Regions from separate parts of the Mus musculus genome. Here region 2 is linked to region 1. The links are chromatin contacts, called in public Hi-C maps. All regions are on one chromosome and are shown on one strand. Each heading gives the region's core, a stretch centred on a gene start, on an enhancer-like site or on the middle of the called end of the contact. The rest is flanking DNA. Distances are from core to core; before and after follow the strand shown.

Region 1 (3,063 bases), core at 342-2,841:
GAGATTGCCTCTGAAGAGCACAGAACATTTCAATCAAGGCCAGGTAAGGTTGGAGAAAGGGGCTGACATTCTCTATGACATCCAGAAGGGAAGGGACTCTGAGGCCATGCCTCTCTTCTGTGATCACAAGCCTGGGTCATCGAACTAAACTGGGTTCAAGCCCATCACTGCCAGGAGGACTGGTGGAGTTGATGACTAGATAATCACATGTGATTATGTAACTGGATTGAGAGAGGAATGGCATCTTGACTTTGGTCCAGTTGTTACTGAACAGGGAAGAGGGTGGACAGTGTGTACACATCATTTCATTATTAGACAGATGCCAGTACTCAGGGGACAGGCAGGATGGCCGATGTGGGTGGAGCTTTCTCTGCTCTCTTTGTTTGTTTGTTTGTTTTTGTTTTTGTTTTTGTTTTTCTGGGTTGGGACAGTAAGTGTTCAGAATCTCTCAACCTAATCCTGGCTGTCCTGGAACTTGCTTTTTAGACCAGACTGGCCTTGTGACTTTAGTAAACCCTCATGGCTTCCCCATGCCCACTTCTCACTTTACCATGAGATAACAATGGCTGACTCGGGATCCTTTAAGGCTACTTAAGATTGTACATCTTGTGAGTGAAGCACGGTGCTTAGCAATAACAATGGCCAACTAGGGATCCCTTAAGGCTAAGGGAAATTGCACACTCTGTACTGGAAGCACAGTGCTTAGCATATAGTATAACTTTAACAAATGGTCATTAATATTGTTTTTTCTTTTCTAGAAAAATTCACCTTTGCACCATGACAGTGAGGCTTTGTTGTTGCTGTTTTATTTTGTTTTGTTTTTAAATAGAAAAATCTCACTATGTATCACAAGGCTGCCCTTGAACTCACAATCCTCCTGCCTCAGCCTCCTAGGTGCTGGAATTACATGAGTGAACCTTCAAGTCTCTTGGTTTTATGCTTTTTCTTGAGACATTTCCTGTGAGCTGGGTGTGCTAGATGCATAGTTTTAACCTCAGCACTTGGGAAGCAGAGGCAGGTGGATTTCTTCATGTCCAAGGCCAGCCTGGTCTACAGAGTAAGTTCCAGGATTGCTAGGGTTATATTGAGAGACCATGTATACTCCCTCAAATCCCACAAAAGGGGCAGAAAAGGCAAGTTTCCTGAGACTCCCAGCCACATCGTCCATCCTGCCTGTGCAACCAGTGTCCACTCACTGGTCCCCTGAACACTGGTGTCTGTCTAATGAAATGATGTGTATTCTCTCCTCTCCCCTCTCCCCTGCTGAGTAACCCCTGGACCAAAGTCTAGACGCCATTCCTCTCTGAATCCAGTTACATAATCAACATGTGAATATCCAGCCATCAACACCACCCATCCTCAGGACCATTCGAAGTTTTCATCTTTTCAGGAGCCAGCCCTCCCATCTCTCTCTCAGTCACTGAAGGAGAGAAGGCAGAGTCTAGTGTGCCTCTCTCTGTTCATCAGGTCAAGTGACTTGAAACCCCACTAGAGGGCGCACACCCCACTCGCTAATCATGAACCCCTAATGTCCAGGATAGCATTAGCAGGGAACCCAGGTCCTTACTGGCCAGAGCAATTGTCAGCAGGGTGCTAATTACACTTCTGGAAGGGACAGAGTAGGCAGGTCTGGGCTAAGCCAGGAGCCAACCACAGGGCCTGCTCCGTGCTGAAGCTGCCCCTCCACCCCCACCCCCGGGCTCTCCGTGCCAAGTTCTCTGCTGCTCAGCCAGGTTAATTAGCAAAGCATCTCCACCCACTCCAGATGAGAATCTGCACACTTCTGTCTTTCAATCTTTTCATCTGCTGCATGCAGGCCTTTCTCCCGCCATCCCCATCTATGCAGATGCCCAGGGAACTGGAGTCTCAGAGCAGGGAGGCACGGACTCTGACGGAGCCAGGGACTCACGGCCGGCCACTGCTGGCTTTTGTGTGCCTGGGAAGTCATCACTTACACTCCATAATAGCACAGCGTCCTGTTTGCATCATCAGGATGGATGCCCACGCCACCCACCAGGGGTGGTCAGGGAAAATGCCTAGCAGTCACATGGCATCCGCAAACGTTGCGTGTCCCTGCCCAGTGGCTTAGACAGGGAGCCCATCTCTTGGCTGTTCCTGAAGGATAAGGGAATACAATTGTGTCTAGTTTTGGTCACCTGTATAGGCGCGCTAGCACACACACACACACACACACACACACACACAATTTATGCTCAGTTCAGTCATCTGTACAGGTTTTCTCACCTCTCCCAACCTCCTCCCTAAGCCTGCTCCCCGGAAAGCTTCCATTCAGAGAGAGCCCCAGCCACTCTTCACACGCCTGCTCACTGTGCCCAGCCTGTCACAGTGGTGCTGGGGGAGGCAGATGCCAGAGACCCATTAGCATTCATTGGGGGAGTGGCAATGTCATCTCTAGGTCCAAGTCATCCCTGGTGCTATTTCTTGAGGTGACAGTCTATTCTCAGGGTTGGATGGATTCCCTTAGAGTTAAATTAAAATCCCTATGAAATATTTACTTGGCTGGGCACAGGGCTCGGTGACTGGCCTGCGAGGACAGATCGGAAGAATGATTGCGGGCTGTGGGGAGAAGGGGCTAGCTCGTCGCTTGAGGGTGAAGCCATAGGGCACAGGGTCTGAGCTGGGTGGGGGGGACTGAGAAGACAGTGTTAACTTTTGATGTCCCCTGACAGGTGTCTGTTCACTGTGCTCCTTCCTGCTGTTTGTGCTCAGATAGACATGTGCCTGAACCAAAGCTCTGCCAGCATACAGTCCAATGCTCTGCCTCAAACTAGACCTATTTCCTCTGAACACCCTGTCCCTCTCTGTCTCTGTGTCCCTCTGCCTCCTCTCTCTCTCTCTCTCTCTCTCTCTCTCTCTCTCTCTCTCTCTCTCTCTCTCTCTGTTGTACATGTGTGTATGTGCATTTCCATGTGTGAGTGCAGGCTCATGAGTGGCATGGCAAGTGTGTGGAGGTCAGAGGAAAACTCCGGGCGCCAGTCCTTGCCTTCCAAATCGCAAGACAGGGTCTCTGTGCAGGTTAGGTTTTTTTTTTTGCCAAGTTGA
Region 2 (3,063 bases), core at 262-2,761, 230 kb after region 1:
TGGGTTCTCTCCACAATTCTCTTTGTCATTTTGTAGCCTAGCTAGGCGCCATCAACTCAGTCTTCTAGGAGCTGACCAGCCACCAAGTGAGAAGAAATACCCATCTGCAAGAGCGGCTGTTGGGAAGCCTCTTGGCTTGTCTACAGCATCCTGATGCCCTGTGAGTGCCCCCAGCAGCTTCCATAAACCCTGCGGGGGACGTGTGTCTGCTTATCCAGACTAATGAGAGTTAAATGTGACTGCGGTCTTGCCTGCAGCTGAGCCGAGAGGCTACGAGAGGAATGTTCAGGTTTTGCTGGCGTTCATGAGTGCATCCCACCGACTCAGACTCGCACCACGCGAGCACTCAGCTAAGATCTAGCAGCTGCTTCTCCCACCCACCACACAGCCACAGCCACAAGGAGAAAGGACGCCCCCAGAGAGTCTGGACTGTATCACAAAACAAGATCTGCCTGCTAGCATGTCTTACCTGATTTCCCCCAAGCAACTGGAGCCAAGTAGGGTCATGGCTTTAATTAGGCAGGTGACTGTCTCAATTTAAGCTCTTGTTAATGGTTATTAATGAAACCACAATGAAACAGAAGTGTCTTCCATGTGCAAATGGGACCAAAGGCTAACTAAACTGTCACACCCTAAGGGTCCTAAGGGTGACAGGTGAAATCTTCAATTTGATGCTGAAATCCCTGTTAAACCTCTCATGGTCACCTGGTACCCAAAATGCCCATTCCATCTGCCAGATAGACTTTTTTAAATGTGGAAACAAAGATCTCTCTTCATAGTTTCCAGAAGCCCACCCCCTTTCCCTCAAATACAATGTACAAATGACTCAGTCCACATCCTAGGGCTCTGCAAGCCATTTCATGGAGCTGAAGACAGGTTTTTGAAATTCTGATAAGATTCTTTCAGTACCGTGTGCTCCCAGCTCAACCCAGTGGTGACTAACAAGTGTACCGGTCACTTCCTCAGGCAGGGCTAGACCTTGATGTATCCAGCTGAGGAGTGGATATCATCACAGCCAGACAAAATGAACTCGAGTCCCAGGCAGGGAAGCCAGACCATTCCAGAACAAATAAACATAGGCAGCCACACACCCAAATGATATTGAAACCAACTCCATCATCCACAGTTCGCAGTTACAGAATCAGGGCCCTACGTCTCACCTCCGATGCTTCTGCACTGTAACCTTTGCCAATGCCCAGCCCCAAAGACTCGTCACAATATGCTGAGAAAAATTATAGAGAAGCCTCAGTTACTAATGGTCACTGCCATGATTTGCCTACTCCTCTGTGAGGTCCAGACAGCAGCATTCTGGCCTCTGGAAGCTTTTGGATCTTGGCCACAGGGAATGTGCTGCCAAAAGGCTGTCTCAGACTGTGACACCCTCAGATTCTGCTCAGTTCATATCCTCTGACTTTACCATTTACTTTGGTAGAATCCTGGATAAGCCACAAATCCTGAGAGCCTTGGACTCCTCCTCACAGCACATGCCCCCTTCTGCCTGTCTCCTAGAAACCCAGTAAACACATCAGAACACTCTATTCACTGCAAACCATGGCACCAACGTTACCAGTTGGAGAGTTGTGTCATCTTGGCCGATGACTTCACTGGGCACACTGACCTAGATAGCTCTCCAACTCCTGCCAGCTCCCATATCCACCCCAAAGTGTGTAGGTTCAAGTGGGTGGGTCCAGAAGCAAGATAGAGGGAGTCAGTCGTCTAGGATCTGAATGCAAGTGCATTTACAGAAACACACATTCACTTTGGAGGCAAAATACTCATTTTCTGTATTAGTCTCTTGCCTCATTACTGTGACCAAATAAGTGGCAGGAAGCAACTTGAGGAACAAAGGGTTTATTGTGGCTCCCAGCTGAGGAGGATGCAATCCACAAGAGCATAGAGCAGAGGGCCAGTACATTCACACTCAGAAAACTAGTAGCTAAGAGGTGAGGCTGGGGTATAAAGCCTCCAGACCCTTGCTCAGTGGCCCTCCCTCATTCTTCGGTGAGGCTCCACCTCTTAAAGGTTTTGTGGCCTTCCAAAACAACATCACCAGCTGTCAACCAAGAGTTCAAACACACTCTGGGAACATTTCACATTCACACTACACTTTTCCTAATTACGTCTTGTGGGCTAGCAGGCAAATGGGATGCCATGCTTGGGCATGGTCTCACCCTGGCAGGGGGAGCATTGGAACACTGAAAGGGTGGCTCAAAATTCAAACTTTGCCATATATTACCCATTCAGCAGATGGTGGGAAAGCCTGGCCCTGCAGTCAAGACTAGATCCTGAGAGGAAACGCATGAATCAGACAGACACAGACTCCCTTGAGATGCTCACCAAAGAAGAGATTGTGGTCCAAAGGCTTCCTTGTGTCCCCTGTCCAGGTGACACATGAAGGGTCATCAATATCTATTTGCCACTATGGTGAAATACTGGCTGATTGTTTACCTAACTGATTCAATTTGGAATAAAGAAGAAAAGTTGCACAATGATCAGACTTTCATAAATCAAATCATGTTGTAACATTAGGAGGGGAACTCACTACTCAAAATACCCCATGGTGAATCCTCTACAAGGCTAAGAAATCGGCAGTAGGTTTGTCTCAGTGTGCCCAATAGATTTCATACACAGCGGATGAGATCAGTAACCAGTGGCTTTATTCTTCGCACTGGTCTCCCCCCCCCCCCAATCCTCCTGTTAGCTTCATCTTGATAACATTTGAATGCTCTAGGTTAGACATTCTCTGCAAAGGATTGAGGGTCACTGGAGGAAGTCAACTAAGTAGAAACTTATAGTTGTGAAGTGCCTGGGGATGGGGGGGTGGGGGACCTAGTGAGGCTGAGCATCAGACAAGTCTGAGCTCTTACTGCTGCGCTGTGTAGGAAAGCGTTAAACAAGAAAGAGATTCAGTTGTTGCCTTAACCTGCCCGATGTCCCGTGCCACCAATGCCGAGAGACTCCCTTGAGCATCAGGACCAACCCTCTGAAGTTCCTGCTGATCCGTGCTGGTTTCCTCCTCTGTCAGCTATCATCTGGTAATTTACTGGGGGTAAAAATGCCAAG

The links. Hi-C and Micro-C count contacts between places; a contact is called where the count stands out from the background.
Region 2: a contact with region 1 is called in a Hi-C map of cerebellum, with 1.7 times the contacts expected there. The contact joins two enhancer-like sites. A contact is called at or near these places in 6 of 484 Hi-C or Micro-C datasets (B cells, cerebellum, cortical neurons and 3 more) and 2 of 9 other capture datasets (adipose tissue and embryonic stem cells).

Annotation. Positions count from the first base shown.
Region 1 is chr9:42,571,835-42,574,897 of GRCm38.p6, forward strand. The region is part of intron 13 of Grik4 (glutamate receptor, ionotropic, kainate 4); the gene reads right to left. Among named protein-coding and RNA genes, the nearest start is that of Gm36590, 100 kb to the right of the region's middle. Within about 2 kb of position 1,592, at least 32 of the 459 cell types and tissues checked have an H3K27ac peak or open chromatin away from gene starts, as enhancers often do. A contact at or near this core is called in cerebellum, where this site is marked.
Region 2 is chr9:42,801,775-42,804,837 of GRCm38.p6, forward strand. The region is part of intron 3 of Grik4 (glutamate receptor, ionotropic, kainate 4); the gene reads right to left. Among named protein-coding and RNA genes, the nearest start is that of Gm36590, 130 kb to the left of the region's middle. Within about 2 kb of position 1,512, at least 36 of the 459 cell types and tissues checked have an H3K27ac peak or open chromatin away from gene starts, as enhancers often do. A contact at or near this core is called in cerebellum, where this site is marked.